Regions from separate parts of the Mus musculus genome. Here all the other regions are linked to region 1. A link is a contact called in public HiCAR-type and promoter capture Hi-C data. All regions are on one chromosome and are shown on one strand. Each heading gives the region's core, a stretch centred on a gene start, on an enhancer-like site or on the middle of the called end of the contact. The rest is flanking DNA. Distances are from core to core; before and after follow the strand shown.

Region 1 (2,970 bases), core at 241-2,740:
TGCTGAGACGTCTCTTTGGTAGTAAGATACTTTTTTTTTTTAATAAGTACTTTTATAAGAATTTCTGAAAAGTTTAGCATTTATAATTTAGCTTAAATATAGTGTAACAATACAGGCTTTGCTTTAAAAACCTTTTTCCTGATAATTTAGAAGCTTTATAAAATTGTACCATTTCCCTCACTGCTTTATCCTTTATCTCAAAAAATGAGATGCATTTTATGTATCCCTTCATGAAGTCTGCAAATATAAATATCTCTAATGAGCACATAAATGGGGTTGCTTAAAAACCTTTAAGTTACTGAATCTTAGGGCTGTTACCACAGCAGTGGTATGGATGTCCCTTTGTATTGTTACCTATCCTATTCTAGCCCAGATTTAGCTTAAATGAAGCTAGTACAATAATTGTCAAAGTTTGTAACAAATTCAACCAAGGGCACTATAATGGCAGTGAATACCAGCTCCTTCCCCTTTCAACAATCTGGCTTCAAAGGTGTAATTCAAGTAAAATCTATTTTAATTTGTGTGTCGTCTCTGTGGCAGAGAGGAGAAAAGTCACAAAATGTTGCAAATCGCTAAAGGAGTCAGAAACAGTTGCATCTTCAAAACTGGAACTTTGATGCTCCACCCTTTTAACTGGGGATAGAAAGAAACCAGTTGCAACGAGTTTTCTGAATCAGAACTTTAGGCTTATTTTGACATTTTTAGCATCTTCAAGACTAACGTGTCTATCCTGTACTTAACAGAAAAAAAAAATGAAGCAGAGGAGGAACCAGAAATGATCCAACTTCCCACTAGAATTTACTTGAGAGGTCCTAGGTCTATAATAGGGCGGCATGCAAAGCAAGAGGTGAAGCAGGAGCTGCTGACCATCCCCCTCTCTCAAAACCACAGACGACAAGGACAGCCCACACGCTCTCCCGGGGCAGACTCCAGCCGCGGCCCGGGGCCTGACAGCACTTCCTCTTTTCTCTGCGGAACCCGTTTCCTGCCTCGCATTCGGCATCTTTCGCTACACAGGAAGAGGAAGGCCGCTAGGTCTTGTATGGACGAACACAGGCGAGCCTCGGAAATGGAGACCTCCTCGCCACCGAGGGACAGGGCCTCTCACCGTCTAGACCCATCTCTCGGCACGCCGGCGGATGCTTGCGAGCGCGCGGGGACAGGTTCCGCCGCCTTCGGGTGCAGCGCGGGTAGCCTAGCTCCGGGCCACCGGCTCCGGGCCGGCCGGCGCCCCCCGAGAGCTCGCCCGCCCGCGCGCCTGCCCGCGCCCCCGAAGCCCAGCCGCGCAGCCGAGGGGCCCGCGCGCACCCCGCACACACACGCGGCCGCCCCGCCGGGCCTTACCCCAGTGCCGTTGTCGCACACCACCACCTTCCTGCCCTGGCTGTCCATGGTTCGTCCTGGTGAGCCGCCGCCCGGCCTGGCCTGCTTCCTCCTCCACACGGCCCCGCCCTCGGCCCGCCGCTCCGCCCAAACCGGAAGTCCCCGCCCGGCAGCCGTTCCAAGAGGGCGGTGCAGAGAGAGAAAAGAAGAGCGGGGACTGGCAGCCGAGAAGGCCAATGAGAGCTGTCCGGCGCGGACCCGGGCGCGCCCTCTCGCCTCGTTCTGCTTCCGGGGCTGCGCTTGGCTGGTGGGGCGGCGGCTCTGACCAAGTTGTCTCGGGACCTAGGGCGCGGCCGGGCCGGCTGTACAGGAGGCAGGCAGGTGAAGGCCGGAGGGTGTGTGGCGGGACGGCAGTGGAGAAGGGTGGAGCAGCCGGCTAGGAAGACCGAAAGCCACCTGGAGGTCCCGAGGCATGATGTGTCATTGCTCCTAGGCCTGGGTGGATACACCTACAAGTTTCAAACCTCCGGTTTATTCCACACCTCCAGTTGCATGCAGCCCTAGGAGCCTGGCGGGATGCTTTCGTTTCTTTCTGCTTCACCACTTCCCTCTTTGATTTTCTCAAACAGGAACTCACCATGTTGCCAAATGCAGACTTTAAAATTGAGGTCCTCTGTAACCTCCCTTGGAAACAGGGACAAGTGTTACACGCACCTCTTTAAGAAATTGAATATGCACCCGGGCACTGTTGGCGTTCGCCTTTAATCCCAGCACTTGGGAGGCAGAAGCAGACGGATTTCTAAGTTGGAGGCCAGCCTGGTCTACATAGCAAGTTTCAGGTCAGCCAGAGCTATAAAGTGAAACCCTGTCAAAAAAGAAAGATAATGCTTTCACTTAGCGCATAGTGGTGAACTTGCTTTCAATCCCAGCACACAAGTAGAGGCAGTTGGATTTCTGTGAATTCCTGGCCAGCCTGGTCTATTTACAGAGCTAGTTCTAAGACAGCCAAGGCTACAACAAAGAAACCCTTTCTCGAAAACAAAGAACAAAACTCTTTCCTTTAATTTTAGTTTAGTTTTGTTTTCTGAGACAGGGTCGCATTGTCTATCCTTGTGTTAAAACTAAGAATATTAAGTTAAAAAGACCAAATCCATGATTGTCCAATTGGAGCAATTTTGGGGTACACCAGGACTGGCCAACCACCTGTCTCACCGCTGCCGGTCGCTTGAGGTCCGTTTTATGGGCGAGATGTGAGCGAATTGTTAGATACAGTGAAAGGGAAGAGTCAAGGGTCAGAGTATATGTCATGTGAATCCCAAGTTTAGCTAGGCTGAAAACTTGTTTTGCAGTTTACATCAGACCTAAGAAACAGAAACTTATTCTTTTTTGTTTGTTTGCTTTTGTTTGTTTGGTTGGTTTTTTTTTGTTTTTCGAGACAGGGTTTCTCTGTATAGCCCTGGCTGTCCTGGAACTCACTTTGTAGACCAGGCTGGCCTCGAACTCAGAAATCCGCCTGCCTCTGCCTCCCAAGTGCTGGGATTAAAGGCGTGCGCTACCACGCCCGGCTTCGAGTGTATTTGCTTTTATTGTACATTTTTTTTCTAAACTCTTTGGCACAGTTTTCTGGGGGCATTCCGACTGCCACAA
Region 2 (2,970 bases), core at 149-2,648, 3.0 Mb before region 1:
CCCACTGCCTGGCCATCAGAAATGTAGTTTGTTTTGATACTAAATAAACACCTTGGCTTTAGGAAAGATGCTGGAGCAGGCTGTTGGGAGTGTCAATGGTTTAAATGGGAAGCTATAGAGTTGAGTTCAGCTGTAGAGGCCTAAGAGCCAAATGTAGGTCCAGATGAAGGGATGGATGGATGGTACAGCTGGAGGAATAGAAAGATGGACAGTTGACCAAACCTTGTCAACAGTGAGGACTTAACTGAGTTCAAGCCTCAGGGGCAGTCAAGTGTTCTTTGCCTATCAGGATGGTCGGATGATAGATTGGTAGGGGTTGTTGCCATCACAGTGCTAGATGTCTATCTCTTTATGGAGTCCAGGTGAGGACGTTGCACCCTTTTCTTGGTATGATGTGCCTACCACGTTCTTGTGCCTGGTTTCCCAAACAATTGTAACAAACCTATGCGCTGTTACAGTTTACCCTGATAAATTCATAGGGTGCCACCCTTTCAACGCCAAGCTATAAGGCATTTTCAGTCTGTGAGTGGAACTGGATACATGGTAAGTAGCATTCGTGTCCCCTCCGGTGCAGGCATCCCCCATCCTCAAAGTGGAGTCAAAGCTCGTCTCTCAAAAGCTAAAAAATAATCTACACTTACAGAAGATGAAACAGGTAGAGCAGGACATACCCTGACCTTTATTTTCTATCTATTCAAAACCTGACTAAAATAAATAACATAAATACGTTATCTTTATCACATCTCTCCTACCAACTTATCTTTTCCTCTTAAATATAACTTCTTTCCATGGACTTTATTACCTACTGTAGTTTCACTTCTATAGTAAGGCAACTGCCACCATTACGGACATACCCTTACTACATGGACAACAGGGCAGTCTGTCTCGTAGTATTTCTCTTAAAGGCTTCTTTCTGCACCAGCTGCAGGGCAACCTAGAGGTAGTGTCTGTTGGAGTGGGAAGCAATCCCCCACTCTTGTCAGTGGCTCCCAGGACCTAAGCTGCAGCTAGCTTTGCTTCTCCTATTTTTCCAACTGCGCGCTTGACTCCACAGTGTAGACTTGCCCGTGCCTCGCCATAGTGACATGGTGTCACCCCCCAAGAGCGACACAGCCCTGTGGCAGGTCCTGTCATTCTCCCCATTTTCTCCTCCCAGGAGTCTTCCTCCTGCCGGCCTTCCTTCGGTCACATGACAGGAAGCGCGGCTCTCCCAACGTCAAGACGTCTGCCCCCCCATCTCCATGTCCCCCGGCGCACGGTACGCAAAAAGCGCTGGCGGAGCGCTAGCGGGGCTCTGCGAGCAATCCGGTTGGAGAGCGTGTGCACGGCAGGGCGCGGGTTCCCGGATGTCAGCCTCCCGCAGGCTCCGCCCCGCCCCGCCCCGCGCTCGCTCCGCCCTCTGCGCGCCCTGTTCCGTGCCTTGAGGTTGCGGTCAGCGCGAGCCGCTGCAACGAGTCGGGGCCGCCTGTGAGCGTGAGGCTGCAACCCTCTCCTCCCGCCGACGCATCTCCAACCGGGACTCCGCCCGCCTCGCTCCGGGCCCAGGCCCCGTTGCACCCCGCCCGGCGCCGGACAGCAAAGCCGCCGTCGCCGCGTCCCGAGGATCCTACAGCCGCCGCCAGCGCCGCCCGCCGAGCAAGATGGTGAGACCTCGGTTCCCCGGTCGCGCGAGGGAGGGCCCGGGGCGTCCTCTCGGATAGAAAATTCCAGAGGCCTGGAGGGTGCAGGTGCTGGGTTTCAAGTCCTCGGCTACTTGCGCGGCCCCCGGCTCTGCGCGCTCCCGGGCCGCTGCAAGGCCCTTGCAAGCCCCCCAGCCCCTGCGCGCCTCCTCCGGGCCTCCGCGCGCCCCCCGGCCCCCTGCAAACGCCGGACGTCTCCGCGCTCCCCGAGATTCGCCGCCCCCGCCCTCCGCACGACCCTGGGCCTCCGGGCGCCCACAGAGCCGCCGCCCCCGGGCTCCTAAGCCCGTGGGCCTCCGCGCAACCCCGGCCCCGTCGCCTGTCTGGCTCGTTCGGCCTTTTCTGAACCCCGGTCCCGGGGGGCTGCGCCCTCGCTACCCTCCTCCACGTGAAACCCACTTTCCGCCCCCAGATGGGTTTCCAGGTTGGGTTTTCTGAAATCCGGTGGAAATGATAGTGTGCGGCAAATGGCGCTTTATGTAAGACCCACTTCTCCAGAGTTGTGCTTCCTCCCACTCACTCCGCATTTTCCAGCAGCGAGCCTTGGCAGGGATCCTTCCACTTTCTTGCCTTCTTCGCTCGTTTTCGCATTTATCTCTCTGCTGTTTGCAACCGTAGGGGATTTTTTTTTTTCCCGAGGCCGCTTTTCTCTGCGTTGGTGAACATGAAAGGGCCAGCGTGTATATTAGCTAAGACACCGGGCCTAGAGAAATGCTCATATTGGTTTGTTAATATTTTCTTAGTATTTTTATTTCTGTTTTTCCGGTGCTTGTGGTAGTTGTTTTTGAACGATGGCGATTTAAATTTTCCCTTCCTTACTTTCCTATTAATCCGTAGGTGGAATTCACCATGTAGTATTTCTGGCTGACGCTAGGGGTGTGCCTCCTGCCTGTCACCATAGCCAAGAAATCTATGACGCCTTTAGCTTGTTACCTTACTGGTTCTGTAGCTTCACTGGGCCTCCGTTTCGTCTTTGCAATCAAGAATTGTGTTCACAGACAAACATAGCTGCACTGCGAGTTATATGTCATTTAGTTAAACAGGATACGGGATTGTGACACTTACTGTAAACATCTTTTCAGTACATATCAAAGAATTTCAGGCGGATTTGTGATACTTAGACTCTTTAATTGTACAATACCCCCTCGCATGTAAGATTTAAGTGCTTCAAATGTGCATTGTTTACTGCAGTTGAAAACCGATTAGGTGGTGGTGGTCAGAGAAACTGAGGTTAAATATTCGAGTAAGTCAGCTTTTATTTGAAATATCGGGTTTACTGGCATCGTTAAGA
Region 3 (2,970 bases), core at 189-2,688, 2.9 Mb before region 1:
AAGAAAGAAAAAAGAAAGAAAGAAAGAAAGAAAGAAAAAGAAAGAAAGAAAACAAAAATAAAACAAGAACAAAGCCACAAAGCCCCAGACTCTGGCTCTCACCCTATGTATGACTCTCGGCAAGTCCCATGAACATCTAGGATTTAAGTTTTCTCACCCCTGCCTAATCCTCCAGCACTCTCATGTCTATGGGTGTATATCATCTATGTCATACCTTAAGGAACAAATGATGTGGTATACGTTAAGCTATCACTGTGCATCTGATATATGGTATCAGCAAATACTAAGAACACAAACCAATGACCCTGCAGTAAACAAGGCAGCTAAAGTAGAACAGAAATGTATAAACTTCTGAAGAGAGCTTGAGTTCTCTTGAAAGCTGACTGGAACTGAAGTAAGAAGACAGCAGAGAAAGTGGCCTTCTCCAGAGACCAGAGCCACCAAAGATACTGGCAGGGGAAAAAAAAACCAAAAACAAAAAAAAACAAAAAAAAGGGAAACAAACACAACTGGGTCTCCTACTTGAAAGGCAGGCTTAGTCAAGTGTCTGGCCTTTATCCCTTAGGAATGCCGAGGAGGCTAGAATACCATAATAAAAGCATTGTGATATGGGAAAATTAATTTGGCACTGACACCGAAGATCTACTGAAAAAAAAATAAAGGAATTAATTTACATTTTTTTCTAAGTGGCACACGTTTCCTCCAAAAAGAGCACTTACACTGAAGAAAGTACCTACAATTACCACTTGTTTAGGCACTACCGTGTATCATTGTCTACTTTTATTAAGGCTGAAACTACGAAATGGTAGGCTACGAAATGGCTACCCTCTTCCTTACCCTGATTTCTACATTCCTTGATTTCAGGTTAAAGCGTATCTGAAGTCCCAAATGTTCTACAATCGGAGTAAATATCTTCATCCAGTTTTCTTTCAACGGTGTGTATCTGTTACCTGGGACGGGAATTTTCCTCGTTTCTTCTTTCCCAGTCTGCAATAAAAACATACACACTCAGGAGGCGACTGAGAGATGCGGGCCTAGGCGAAAAAACAAACAAACAAACAAACCCCCCAAAACAACAAAACAAAACAAAACCGAGAACCGACCCTTTCACCTGGACGCCCGGGCCCCGCCCCGCCCCGTCCCGTCCCGTCCTGATCCCCACCAGGAGCTGATCCCCGGAGAGCGGCGGGAAGACCGGCCTCTTCGCCGGCCGCGCCTCCTCCGTGTCCATGCGTCCGGCTTCTCCATCCTGTCCCGCCGCTGACGACTGCTCAGCCTGTCGTTTCTTCGCCCGGCGGCCCCCTCTGTGCGTGACGGGAGTAAAGCCGTCCTCCGTTCCGGTGCTTTGCGTCTCCATCTCGGCCAAGATCAATCCCGGCAAGTACGACTAGAGGAACACGTGCGTGGTTGTACAGCGCATGCGCCAGCCTCCACCAATCGATTTGAAGACACCACCCCTTTTCCTAGGCGGGGTCCATGCCAGGGGCCTAAGGCTGGATTGGTCCGCGTTTCGGAATTGCTGTCCTGGGATATGCCTGTTTGCTAATGTCTCCGTGCCCTCATACGCTCGCAGCCGAAGCATTCACAGTCTTTACTGTGTCTATGTAAAGTCGTTGTGGTAACGGCAGTAAATTAGCTTGTGCCATGTGTGGAGAAGCATCTGTTGCGGTCTCAGTAGCTCACACGGCATTTTCGGAGGCATCCAAGCCCAACTTGCTAAGGCTTCCGGGTAGAATGCGGCTAGGGAGGGACAAACTGCCCCTGATCTGTTTGCAGTCTGGTTACCAAGTTAGCGTTTGGTTGCATCTACACCATGTCCACCTTCGAGAAGCCTCAGATCATTGTCCACATTCAAAAGGGCCTCAACTACACAGTGTTCGACAGCAAATGGGTGCCCTGCAGTGCCAAATTCGTGACGATGGGCAACTTTGCCCGGGGCACCGGCGTTATCCAGGTGTACGAGATCCAGCGCGGGGACCTCAAGCTGCTGCGGGAGGTGGGTGCAGGCTTGGACCGTTTGGGTTTGCGTGATCTAGGGTCTGATTCCTCAATGCTCCAGCAGAAACAGAAAGGAGGTGACAGATTGAGAAATACTTCAAACTAGGCTCTCACTGCAGCCTCTTCCTCCCACCATCCTCCGTGCAGTCCGTTGCAAGGTTTCTGGGAAGTGAAGTTAACATTTCGTGGCAACGTTCTTGGACCTTATAGGCTGTTAGCAGTTGTCGTAGTCTACTAGTAGATATATGCAATAAACCCACATTTCATACAAGCAAAACCAAAGGAGGCACCGGGATACCTACAACAAAGTTGATGACGAACTAGTAAATACCACATCCTTTCAAGAAGTGTCAGTTCAATGCCTGATAGTCCCAGGCATGGGAATTGCAATGCCAGCTATATCATGGAGTTTATTTTCTGTTGGGGGAGACAGTCCAACAGCCAGACCAAGAATGCATACATACATGTAAACTCATCAAGATGAGTTTTCTAATGTGCAGGTCTATAAAAGTAAAAACAGATGCAGGACGAGTAGAAACTAACTAAAGCAAATTTAGAGTAGAGTATGAAGTTTCTTACAAAAAACAGCATGTGAGAAAGCTCAGTGATAATGGTGGAAGGTAGTTTATTATCTTTTTAAAAAAGAAAAACACGAGCTAGAAGTGGTGTTGCACACCTTTACTCACGGCAATCAAGAGAAAACAGCAGGAGAATTTCAGTTTGAAACCCTATCTGCAACAACCACAACCCCCGTAAAATAAAATAAAATACACATTCATAAGGGATAAGTAATGACCATTGCAAGATATGTAAGACATTCCACAGATTTGTCCTTCATTTTGCTTTAAGGAAAACAGGACACCACTGAAGGACTTTTAGGCGGATAATGCAAGACTAGATTACAGGTTTCGTATCCAGCTGCCAGTGAGCCAATTACAGAATGGGGACAATAATTGACATTTTCTTTATCCC
Region 4 (2,970 bases), core at 352-2,851, 2.7 Mb after region 1:
CTTCTTTGGTCTTAAAACCTAACCGTATAAAGAGCTCTAGGACCGGCGTAAAAACTCCCCGGGGTTCCATCAGCTTTCATAATCTCTATTCAAAAGAAACAGAAGTTGGACTAGAACAGGAGGGAAGTGACCGGCCTGCCCCTGAGCCGGTCCCCTATCAAGTGCGCGGTCCAAACCCCACAGAAGTGCGCTACGGCTGGGCCCCGGTCCCGCCCTCCTAGCTCCACTCAGGTCCAGTGGCCCTCTCATTAACCATCCCATCACTTTCCGAGGCACAAAGAAGTACCCTGGAAGAACCTGTAATAACACGAAGCCCATTTTCACCCATTGGCTTCGAAACCTGGAAAAAGCTACGGCTTGGCGGGGAGCGGAGGGGGCAGAAGAACAGGTTTAATCGTTTGAAGCAGTCAAGTTGGGAGACCACAGTGGGCAGGGGAGCGAAGGCCAGCCACCCTGTATTTGGGGCAGGAGCGAACATGGGGCCAGCCCAGGTTACCCAAGTGTGCATTACTTTTCAAGATGACCTCGCACGCACTATGACACTAGAGAGGAGTCTTCAGAGCTTCCTTCCCACACAAGACCCGGGAGCTCAGAGGACCCTAGGCGAGTGCATTTGAGCAGGTGCTAGGTGTTACGTCCCCAGAAGGGTCCCAGCCCCTCAGGTGCGCCCACCTGCCAGTCGCAGGGCCAGCTCCCCAGGCAGTCCTGAGTCTAGTTAATCATTCAACGCGGGCGGCGTGGAATATTTTTTAGAGGTCAACGCGAAAGGTTCTCCTGAAGTTTCACAGAAACCAGTCTTTGGGGACCCGAAGATAACAGTGCCAGCGGATGGGGGTGAAAAGCGGCAGCCAGCGGCTCACAAACACCTGATCTGCCCCTGCGGCACCCTAGACCAGCGCAGTGCGCGGGCGGGGCAGAACACCGCCCGCGACGCTCCCCCGCCGCCCAGGCCCGCACCTCGTGCGCGGGGTACAGCGCGGCTCAGGGTGTCGCTGCCCTCTCCCTGTGGGTGCAGGAAGAGCGGAGGTCGAGCAGGTGAGAAGGTCAGGAAGGAGGTGGAGGCCGGGAGACTGGGGAGAAGGTGAGGAGGCTGTAAAGGAGGGGAGAAGGACCAGGAGGTGAGGAAGCCGGACAGGAGAACGGAGACCGGTGAGGATATCCGGGAGGTGAGGAGGCCAGGGAAATGATGTGCGGAGGCCAGGAAAGTGAGACTGGGAGCGGTGAGGGGAACCCGATGGAACGTATGCGCAGACAACGCAGGAGCCACAGAAGAGCGGCGAGAGCGCGGGGCGCCCACACCGGCCGGAACTAGCGCGGCGGGGCGGGGATGCAGGGCCGGTGCCCACCCACCCGGCCCTACCTTGTCTAGGGACACCTCCAGCTCGGCGGGGCGGGGCGGAAGACCGCGGCCGCATCCACGTCCCAGCCGCTCTTGCGGCTCAGCCCCGCGACCGCCGCCGCTCTCGCTCCATGCGCAATGCGCGGACGGGCGGCCCGGCGGGGTCTGGGCGGCTCCGGCTCGCCTCAGCTCCAGCACTTGTTGCCGCGGCGGCCGCTGAGCCTTACTCTCGGCCCCGGCTCCTGGCACCGCCGCCCCCTGCCGCGTCCCTTCGGTCCCGCCCCCGCCCGATTCTCCAATCACACGCCGCGCCACCGCGCGCGTCACCGCCGGGAAGGCCGCGCTCCCGCCCCGTGGCCCAAGTTTGGGAAAGGCCGAACTCGAACCCTCCCGCCAGTTGGCGCCCAGGTCCCGCTGGGACTGCGCCCCCGGGCCCTTCCCGAGCTCTCCGCCCCTCGTAGCACTGAGAAAACCTAAGGCTTCACTGGAGCGCGCGGTGTCCAAAGATTACAGTCTCCCCCGCTCCGCCAGGAAGTAGCCTCCCCCAGAAAAACAGCTGAGACTTGAGTCCCAAACCCTGCTGAGATCCAGGGTCTAGTGTAAACTCTTCAGCTACCAGGGCGTGGCGCTTGGTGAGAATTTGCCAGCCAGCACTGGCATGTAGCTAAGTCTAGACGGCTCCGAGTGGCTTGTGAGCGGGATCCACGAGGGGAGGTGAGAAGAGGGAAACCCAAGTGCACCTGACCTTTGCTCTCAGCGTACATAGTAGCGGCAGCCACCTAGATAGATGCCCAAGGCCTGAGGGTGGTGCCTATCTGGCCTCTTCGGACCTTCAGGTTATGAAGCCATCAAAGACACGATGAGGTCTCCACGTGGTTCCACTCGGGTCTCAGGAAGTCAAGAATGCAAGATGCGGGAGGCGCTGGGTGCGGAGTTCGCTCGGCGACTTCAGAAGTTGGGCTTAGCAAGACATCTGAACGCTGAACCCCCGTGATGCCGCTGGACTGAGCACCAACCACACCCAAGCATGGATCACGCGGGACCCGGAACGGTCCCCCACCCCCAACCCAGCGCCTCCCCAGGCTCCCCAGAGCGCTACGTGCCAAGGTGAGGCCCAGGAAAAAGCCGGGGAGACCGGATGGAGAAGTTGCTCTAGTTTGTAGAGCTGGGTGGGCCGGCCGAGTCGGCACGCCCTCAACACCGAACCTAGAGCCTGGTCCCCACAACCTGGGACGCGCTTGGAAGCTGCTTCCTCTCCCCTCCATTCTTATTGCTAAGGCCTTCGGTCGACCCTCTGGAGATAATCACACTGAGAAGTTAACACTCTACACCTGTTTGCTTTTTTTTTTTTTTTTTTTTTTTTTCAGAAGGCTGTCAGATGGAGTTAGTCAAAGGGATGCCATTGACTTTCGAGCGCTGGAGATTGAATTTCAGCCAGCTCGACCAAGACCACGAAGTCTTACTTACAGCCGCAGAAAGAAGTAAGTGCGAGTTGTTTGGGTTGAGCGCAGAGCCACGTGTGTACGGTCATCCACAAGAAGGAATTCTGAGTCAGTGGTTCTGGAAATGTTAAGATTGACAATCTGCAGACCGATCTGTTCTTATGTTTGTCACTACGTTCCCAAACAACA

The links. Promoter capture Hi-C pulls out the DNA fragments that hold promoters and counts their contacts. HiCAR-type assays count read pairs that join an accessible place to other places. Capture Hi-C pulls out chosen DNA fragments and counts their contacts.
Region 2: a HiCAR-type map of astrocytes shows a contact between it and region 1, with 6 times the contacts expected there. The contact joins the promoter of Ppp3r1 here to the promoter of Actr2 in region 1. A contact is called at or near these places in 2 of 39 promoter capture datasets (embryonic stem cells and pre-B cells), 1 of 484 Hi-C or Micro-C datasets (B cells), 2 of 115 datasets of contacts at active chromatin or transcription factors (astrocytes and large pre-B cells) and 2 of 9 other capture datasets (adipose tissue and liver).
Region 3: a promoter capture Hi-C map of pre-B cells shows a contact between it and region 1, with 8 times the contacts expected there. The contact joins the promoter of Pno1 here to the promoter of Actr2 in region 1. A contact is called at or near these places in 5 of 39 promoter capture datasets (cranial neural crest, embryonic stem cells, hippocampal neurons and 2 more), 5 of 115 datasets of contacts at active chromatin or transcription factors (astrocytes, embryonic stem cells, extraembryonic endoderm stem cells and 1 more) and 1 of 9 other capture datasets (adipose tissue).
Region 4: a promoter capture Hi-C map of liver shows a contact between it and region 1, with 3 times the contacts expected there. The contact joins the promoter of B3gnt2 here to the promoter of Actr2 in region 1. A contact is called at or near these places in 1 of 39 promoter capture datasets (liver) and 2 of 9 other capture datasets (adipose tissue and liver).

Annotation. Positions count from the first base shown.
Region 1 is chr11:20,111,461-20,114,430 of GRCm38.p6, forward strand. Actr2 (ARP2 actin-related protein 2) reads right to left here and starts at 1,491. Exons shown (of 9, transcript NM_146243.2): 1 at 1,345-1,491. The coding sequence starts at 1,392.
Region 2 is chr11:17,157,900-17,160,869 of GRCm38.p6, forward strand. Ppp3r1 (protein phosphatase 3, regulatory subunit B, alpha isoform (calcineurin B, type I)) reads left to right here and starts at 1,399. Exons shown (of 6, transcript NM_024459.2): 1 at 1,399-1,643. The coding sequence starts at 1,641.
Region 3 is chr11:17,210,151-17,213,120 of GRCm38.p6, forward strand. It overlaps Pno1 (partner of NOB1 homolog), which reads right to left and starts at 1,439. Exons shown (of 7, transcript NM_025443.2): 1 at 1,163-1,439; 2 at 838-987. The coding sequence starts at 1,357. It overlaps Wdr92 (WD repeat domain 92), which reads left to right and starts at 1,743. Exons shown (of 8, transcript NM_178909.4): 1 at 1,743-1,996. The coding sequence starts at 1,814.
Region 4 is chr11:22,858,134-22,861,103 of GRCm38.p6, forward strand. It overlaps B3gnt2 (UDP-GlcNAc:betaGal beta-1,3-N-acetylglucosaminyltransferase 2), which reads right to left and starts at 1,602. Exons shown (of 2, transcript NM_016888.5): 1 at 1,361-1,602.